Regions from separate parts of the Sus scrofa genome. Here region 1 is linked to region 2. Evidence: chromatin contacts called from public promoter capture Hi-C data. All regions are on one chromosome and are shown on one strand. The core of a region is the stretch at or near the end of the contact, and the rest is flanking DNA. Distances in the headings are between cores, read along the strand shown.

Region 1 (3,652 bases), core at 1,118-3,617, 330 kb before region 2:
CAGTTGAAGAGACGCTCTGATAGAGCTATCATACCAAAGACATGCTCTATTCCTTAGATCTTTTCAAAAAATTTTTTCTTATTCAAATACAGTTGACTTACAATGTTCTGTCAATTTCGGCTATACACTTAAAGTGACCCAGTGATACATACATATATATTCTTTTTTTCATACTATCTTCCATCATGCTCTATCACAAGGGATGGGATTTAGTTTCCCGTGCTATACAGCAGGACTATCACATTTAAAGTGGATAAGCAATGTTCATTAGATATTATTTGGGAACTACTGACTCTTGTTTATCATTCAATTCTTAGAACATGATGATGTGGCTTCCTGGGCCCCTCCAGAAATTAAAAGCAACCAAGCAAAACACAGTCTTAGGAAGAGATCATTTTTCTGTCTTGGCTGAGAGCTAAGTAGCAACCTGCATACAGACAACTCATCACCCCAGCACTGTACCCGGAGTCATCCTCAAACAGTAACCATCTCAGAAGGTTTAAAGAAGATGTGAAGTTTAAAATAAGATGAGGTATCTGAAAGTTTGTTTCAGTTAGCTCAATACTTCTCTTGTGTCAAATAATAAAACCCCTGGAAAATCTACATAAATACATTGTAATCATTTAGAGCTGGGAACGCACCATCCTTGCCTACTCTTATTTATTTAGGACAGAAATGGAAAAAGTCTGCCCCTCCAAGCCTGGCTCTGAAAGCACAGCTGAATAATGGGAACAATTTATTTCAAAAATGATAACAAATGGAAGGCACAGTATGCATTTCACAAAAATGTAACTATCCAACTGTCATTTGACAGTCTCCAAGAACAAAAATACTTCTGAGAAATATCATTAAATAAGAAAACCTGGATAAGTAACATAAGACTCATAGGGTATGTGGATTTCATTTTTTAAAATTGAAGGGATTAGAAGTGTACACGATCCAAAAGGTATCAATGGCACATTTCTTTTCAGACTTGAGACATTTTACAATTCATCTGTAAAAAAAAATCATTTTTTTACATCACACTAGAAATCAGAGACATGTATAAGACAATATAGAAAAAAATCTTAAAGAACTTGGATTGGAAAAGGATTTCTTTAAATCAATGGCATATTAAAAACTCTCTTTTGGAATTCTCTTGTTGAACAGAGGGTTAAGGATCTGGCATTGTCACTGCAGTGGGTCCAGTCACTACAGCAGTCGGGGTTTGATGCCTAGCCTAGAACGCCTGGTGGGTGCAACCACAACAATAACAACAACAAAACCTCTTTTTAATTGAGACGCCATAAAAGTAAACAATCTTAAAGTACTTCACTTCAATACAACAGTAACTTAGCATCCAGTAATTATTATTTTATTGTGTTCTGGTGTTTTTTAGGACAGTAGGGTGATGCTATTGATTTCTTGGGATCTAAGGATGGTTGAGAAATTTATTCTAACATATAAAAATATCAGCTGAGCATTTGCTGCTATATAAAAATTATGGCAGGTACTTGGGACATAAAGACTGTAGCGAGAGAAACAGACATTGATCAAATAACTATAATACAGTGGAGTAAATTCCAGCACAGATGAAAGATGCTAAGGCAGGAGTTATCCCAGGACTGGCTGGTTCCATAAGATAAGAGAGAAGCAGTAGCGTTTAGGATGATTGGGGGTTTGGCTCGGAGACAGGGTATATCTTGGTAGTGTTAACTGGCAGAAGACAGGAGCAGCAGACTGTTTGAAAGGGGTGATAAGTGAGAAGCCCAGCTTGATGGGACATGCAAGGAGTGTATGCACAGGGACCTTGAGGTCACTCAAGGACAGCTCCAGAACTTCTACAGAGCAGAAGTGCAGGGACAAAAAAGGTTAGAGACATGTTTTCAAGTTGAGTTTCCATACCAAACCTACTGCTTCTACATGTCTTTGTGTTTGGGGGTTGTTCATTTTATAGAGATTGCATGTTTGCTCAGGGGAGCTTTAGTGTATTGAGAGGTGATGGAAGTTATGAGGGGCTAAAGCTCATGCCCCCTCCCTTCTACCCCCACCCCCCACTCCCAAGGGTTGACCTAGGATCCCGCAGATAAAACTCAAGAGGAAGCAGCCAATCATCATTGATGGCGGGGTCCCTGCAGTGCAAAAAAAAAAAAAAAAAAAAAAAAAAAACCTGCAGAGTAAAAAGCAGACAGAAACTAAGGAAACACTAACAGACAAGAGGGCTGGGAAGAAGAAAAAAAACAAAAATAAAACGATAAAGGAGACTAAACGGGGAAGGTCAAGACAGACAGAGAACTAGGCAAGCTTGATGCCCCGAAGCTGAGGGAGGAGAAAGTCAGCAAGGCTGCCAAAGACCCGTGATCAAAGGAGAGAAGACGGATAAGTGTTCCTGGGACTTGAGACTGGACAGTTAGGAAGTCAGTGGTCGAGAAGACTTCCAAAAGCTTGGGTTGCAGGGGGGCTAAGGAAGAGTCACCCCACAGCCCCAGGGATGAATGGGGGTGAGGAAGGAGGGTCTGGGGTGGGGCCGGGACCTGTTGTCCACCCAAGGTGCCCGTAAAGAGGAAAAGATTAGAGACACCAAGAGGTGATATATCCTGATGAGGCAAAGACCCAGAGGGCCTCAGAGGGAATTAGCTCTTTATAATTATACACAGAGAGTTAAATGAGCGTGTGGTAAAAACACTGGTTTCAGTTGGTATTGTTGCTATTTGTTCTTGTATGTACAGAGTGTGTACAGTGCTCAGAACAATATTCAGTGTTAATCAGTTACCACCACACACAACCCTTGCCCCAGGAAGGCTGATAGATAACATGTAATCAGTAAATATTTCCATCAATCCATGAGTGAATGTTATCTTTTATGTCCTCCTAGAATACCCAAAGGGCCACAAGTATCAAAATAATTTTTAAAATGATAACAAGAGTGTTGGGCAGGGGAGATAAGCTGGGTCTGGTGTAAAAGGTATTTCTCTCTGAAATCCTAAAAACCATTTTCTATATAATTTACTTAACAATAATACACAAACATTACTCCATCATTCAAATTAAAAACAAACAAACAAACAAACAAAAAACCCTTTATACAGGAGTTCCCGTCATGGCACAGCAGAAAAGAATCTGACTAGGAACCATGAGGTTGCAGGTTCGATCCCTGGCCTTGCTCAGTGGATTAAGGATCAGGCGTTGCCGCGAGTTGTGGTGTGGGTTGCAGATGTGGCTCAGATCCTACGTTGCTGTGGCTGTGGCGTAGGCTGGCAGCTGTAACTCTGATTCGACCCCTAGCCTGGGAAGCTCCATATAGATGCAGCAAGTGGAGGCCCTAAAACACAAAAAATAAAAAAATAAAAAATGAATAAAACCTTTATACATTTAGATCCTATCTCTCAATTATACTGCTTGAAGATGTCACAATTTCTTTATATCCTCTCAAACTCCAGGGCTTTCAAACATAAAGATGCTTAATATCTTACTTGAGTATGAGTAACACAAAGCAAAACTACAGAAATATGTGCATGTGAGTAAACTCGTCCAATGTTGTTACTGGAAGGGAGAATTAATTTTTATGTTCTGTTAGTCACAAAATGCCATGAACAATGGCTCTATTCATAAGTTATATCACTAATCCTCAAAACACCCCATTTATCAGATGAAGAACCTGAGCTTTAGAGAG
Region 2 (3,602 bases), core at 594-3,093:
GTTTCCTTTTCAAATCTACTCCATCCACATCCTTCCACTTGTTTGGCAAAAACCTTTAAGTTATTCTTGTCTCCTCTTTAAATCAGTCACATCCCACATCCATTGCTTCGGCAAATCAAGTTGGCCCTTGCTACCTTCAAAATGCAGCTAGGGATTCCCCGGTGGCTCAGCAGGTTAAGGATCAGGCATTGTCACTACTGTAGCAGGGGTATAATCCCTGGCCTAGAACTTCCATATGCCACCAGCATAGTCAAAGAAAAAAAAAAAAAATACACACACACACACACACACACACACTACTTCTCATCATCTCTGGAGCTCTGCCGTGGTCCAAGTCGCCAATGTCTCTCACTTGGTTAACTGCAGTAACTCTAACTCAACTTCTTTTCAGTCGATTCCAACAGGTAGCCATATAAATCCTTTTAAAACATAACTCAAATCACGCCATTCCCCTGCACTCAGTATATCACAACAGTAAAAGTCAAAGTACCATGATCTACAAGGCTCTCTTCCCCCACACAGCTCTACCCCAGGCTCAGTCCTCTCTAGCCACAATGGCTACCATTCTGACTGATAAGCTCCTGCCTGAAGGCCTTTGCACTTGCGGGTCCCTCTGCCTGCACCCCTATCCGCCAGACATATGCATTCCTCCAATCCCTCACCTCCCTGACACCGACTGACACTGACATTTAAAACTGCACTGCCTGTCGCTCTTTTTTGCTTTCTCCATAGCACTCACCACTTTTTTTTTTTTTTTTTTTTTTGTCTTTTGTCTTTTTGTCTTTTTGTTGTTGTTGTTGTTGCTATTTCTTGGGCCGCTCCCGCGGCATATGGAGATTCCCAGGCTAGGGGTCGAATCGGAGCTGTAGCCACCGGCCTACGCCAGAACCACAGCAACGCAGGATCCGAGCCGCGTCTGCAACCTACACCACAGCTCACGGCAACGCCGGATCGTTAACCCACTGAGCAAGGGCAGGGACCGAACCCGCAACCTCATGGTTCCTAGTCGGATTCGTTAACCACTGCGCCACGACGGGAACTCCAGCACTCACCACTTTCTAACACACACTGTTTGTTTTGTTTATTGTCTGTCTTCCTACAACAGATGTTAAACTCCTTAAAGGATTTTGGTATGTTTTGTTCACTGCTATAGTAGCGCTTCCTGGTTCATAGTTGGAACTCGATAAATAGTTGCTAAACTGAAGGAACAGGCGGGGAAAAGATAACTGTGGAACAAATCGTGAGACATTAATGACCAGACTCCAAGAGTGCAAGGCAGTACCAAAAGGTGACAGAGGAACGAGGGTCAGATAGGAGAGAGAAGACAGGGAGGATAAAGGTAAGGGGTACGGAGAGGAGAAACGTACCTGGAGTGTTGTGGGAGTTCTGATACTGAGGAAAAATACCAGGAGACTGCGTCCAGTACCATGAAGTCGAAGCCTGGTAATTCCAGTAGGGCTGGCCATCGAATTGAGGCTGAGACTCAAGGGCGGACTGGGCGTGGAAGGGGGGCTGCGCCCCAGGAAGAATCTGAGCGTCGAAAGGGGGAGGCGCCTCAGGAAGAGCCTGGGCCTCCGCCGGGGGCTGCGCCTCCGAGGAAGGCTTGGATTCTGCTGCGGGAAGCGAGGAAGGGGGTGGGGGAGGCGGCAGCATCGCCCAGTACATCCAGTTTTCCGAGGCCGAGGCTTGGTCGCTCAGAGGCCCCAACGTGGGAGTCAGCTCTGGAGCTGGAAACCACCCGGTGGGAGTCACAAAACCACTTGCCGGTTCAGCCATGCCACCCGCCAGGTAGGGAACCCAGCGTGGAGTAAAGCCTTAGGCACCACTTCCGTTAGATAAGGCTCAGCCAATCACAGGCTGAAGCGTCATTGGTCGGCGCCGGAAAAAGCTTCTCTCCTTTACGGCGAATCGCAGGCTCCGGGTTTGAGATTGACTTGACATAGACACGCTTAGTGTGAGGGACCAGGGCCGCCACCGCGGATGGCGAGAGATCTGATTGGGCCGGCGCTACCGCCCGGCTTCAAGGCCAGCGGTTCAGCGGAGGACGAGGAGCGGGACCTCAGCCCGGGTAAGCGGCGGCGTGTCCCCTGCCCGCCAGGCCCGACCCCGGCTCTGGGAGTACAAGTCCGAGGCCTGGGAGCCTGAGGGAGGAGTGGCGAGTGGGCGAGGCCCGACCCGAGCTAACTTTCCTTCCCAGGCTGTGGCGGTGGCGAGGCGGCCGTGGGGCCGCAGAAACGAGCTTTGGTCCGGTTATCATCATGGTGATGGTGTATCCCAATTTAGCGCTTAAAGGGCTGGACACTGTACTGAAGGGCCGATACATATTAAGTCATATAGTCCTCTTGGTTACTGTATAAGGTAAAGATTATTATTACACGATGCAATTGAGGACACTGAGGCCCAGGCTGTTGCCCAGACCTCGCAACTAGCAAGTAGTGGTGCCCGGATTAGAATGAAGCCCATGCTTCTGGCCTCTCATCTTGCCTCCTGACGTACAACTAATGCCTTTGGCTCTTGCAGAAGATGCTTTGCTCTCTAACCCCGGACCTGCTTTCCTAGCCTTTCATCCTGTCATTGCATCTAACACACAGAGCCCAAAGCTCAAACCAACGCGAGTTTCTGCGCAGTTCTTCAATTCTCTTGGCTCCCTGGAGCCTTGCCCTGCACTTCTTGACATACCTGACAAACTCCTACCCCATCCTTCAAGGTCTAACTTCAGTATCACCTCAGTGAAATGTTTCCAAACTCTTCTCGCATTGTCACCCCCTCTTTACCCAGGGGGTTTACTCCTGCTTAATTACATCACATTTTAACATACTGTTTTTTCATAACTTGCCGACATATCTGTTTCCACCATTGTACTCGGTTTTCTAGCCTTAAGGACTAATAGGCACCCCCATATTTGTCAAATAAATGCTTCTGACTCCTCCATGATGAGTATCTGTCCTTTCATGTTCTAATTGGTAGGCTGGGACTAGCTAAAGTTGGAAAAAAGTAAAGCTGAAAGAATAACCTTCCCATTCCTGAATCTATTTGCATTCTTTGACTATCTAGAAACCATGTTTCCACTTAGAGGTTTCTTTCCAGGTCTCATTTCTGCTATAGCCATTAAAAAGTCAAGCCTTTATTTTAGCAAGGAAGGTTCCATTCAACTAAGGTTGAAGGAAAGTGAGGTTAACCCAATGTTTTAGTCAGGTTCCTACACTTATGTTGGTTTTGGTTCACTGTATTCCCTGATTTTATTTTATTTTTTATTTATTTTTTTGGTCTTTTTGCCTTTTCTAGGGCAGCTCCCAAGGCATATGAAGGTTCCCAGGCTAGGGGTCTAATCGGAGCTGTTGCCACCAGCCTAGGCCAGAGCCACAGCAATGCCAGTTCTGAGCCGCGTCTGTAACCTACACCACAGCTCCTGGCAACGCTGGATCCTTAACCCACTGAGTGAGGCCAGGAATCAAACCCGCAACCTCTTGCTTCCTAGTCAGACTCATTAACCACTGCGCCACGACGGGAACTCCGTATTCCCTGATTTTAAACTAAGGCAGGATTTGCAGGTAAGCAGCCACCATGTGCCAGATAGCTACTTCTGTTATGATTTCCTTCTA

Evidence for each region. Promoter capture Hi-C pulls out the DNA fragments that hold promoters and counts their contacts.
Region 1: a contact with region 2 is called in a promoter capture Hi-C map of fetal liver, with 4 times the contacts expected there. The contact joins the enhancer-like site here to the promoter of NUFIP1 in region 2. A contact is called at or near these places in 4 of 5 promoter capture datasets (fetal liver, fetal skeletal muscle, liver and 1 more), 3 of 47 Hi-C or Micro-C datasets (liver, mesenchymal stem cells and subcutaneous adipose tissue) and 2 of 2 datasets of contacts at active chromatin or transcription factors (alveolar macrophages and skeletal muscle).

Annotation. Positions count from the first base shown.
Region 1 is chr11:22,591,201-22,594,852 of Sscrofa11.1, reverse strand. All of the region lies in intron 1 of TSC22D1 (TSC22 domain family protein 1), which reads right to left. Among named protein-coding and RNA genes, the nearest start is that of TSC22D1, 74 kb to the right of the region's middle. Within about 2 kb of position 2,367, at least 5 of the 83 cell types and tissues checked have an H3K27ac peak or open chromatin away from gene starts, as enhancers often do. A contact at or near this core is called in fetal liver, where this site is marked.
Region 2 is chr11:22,265,688-22,269,289 of Sscrofa11.1, reverse strand. NUFIP1 (nuclear fragile X mental retardation-interacting protein 1) reads right to left here and starts at 1,843. Exons shown (of 10, transcript XM_001927425.5): 1 at 1,368-1,843. The coding sequence starts at 1,776. It overlaps GPALPP1 (GPALPP motifs-containing protein 1), which reads left to right and starts at 1,892. Exons shown (of 9, transcript XM_021065611.1): 1 at 1,892-2,068. The coding sequence starts at 1,981.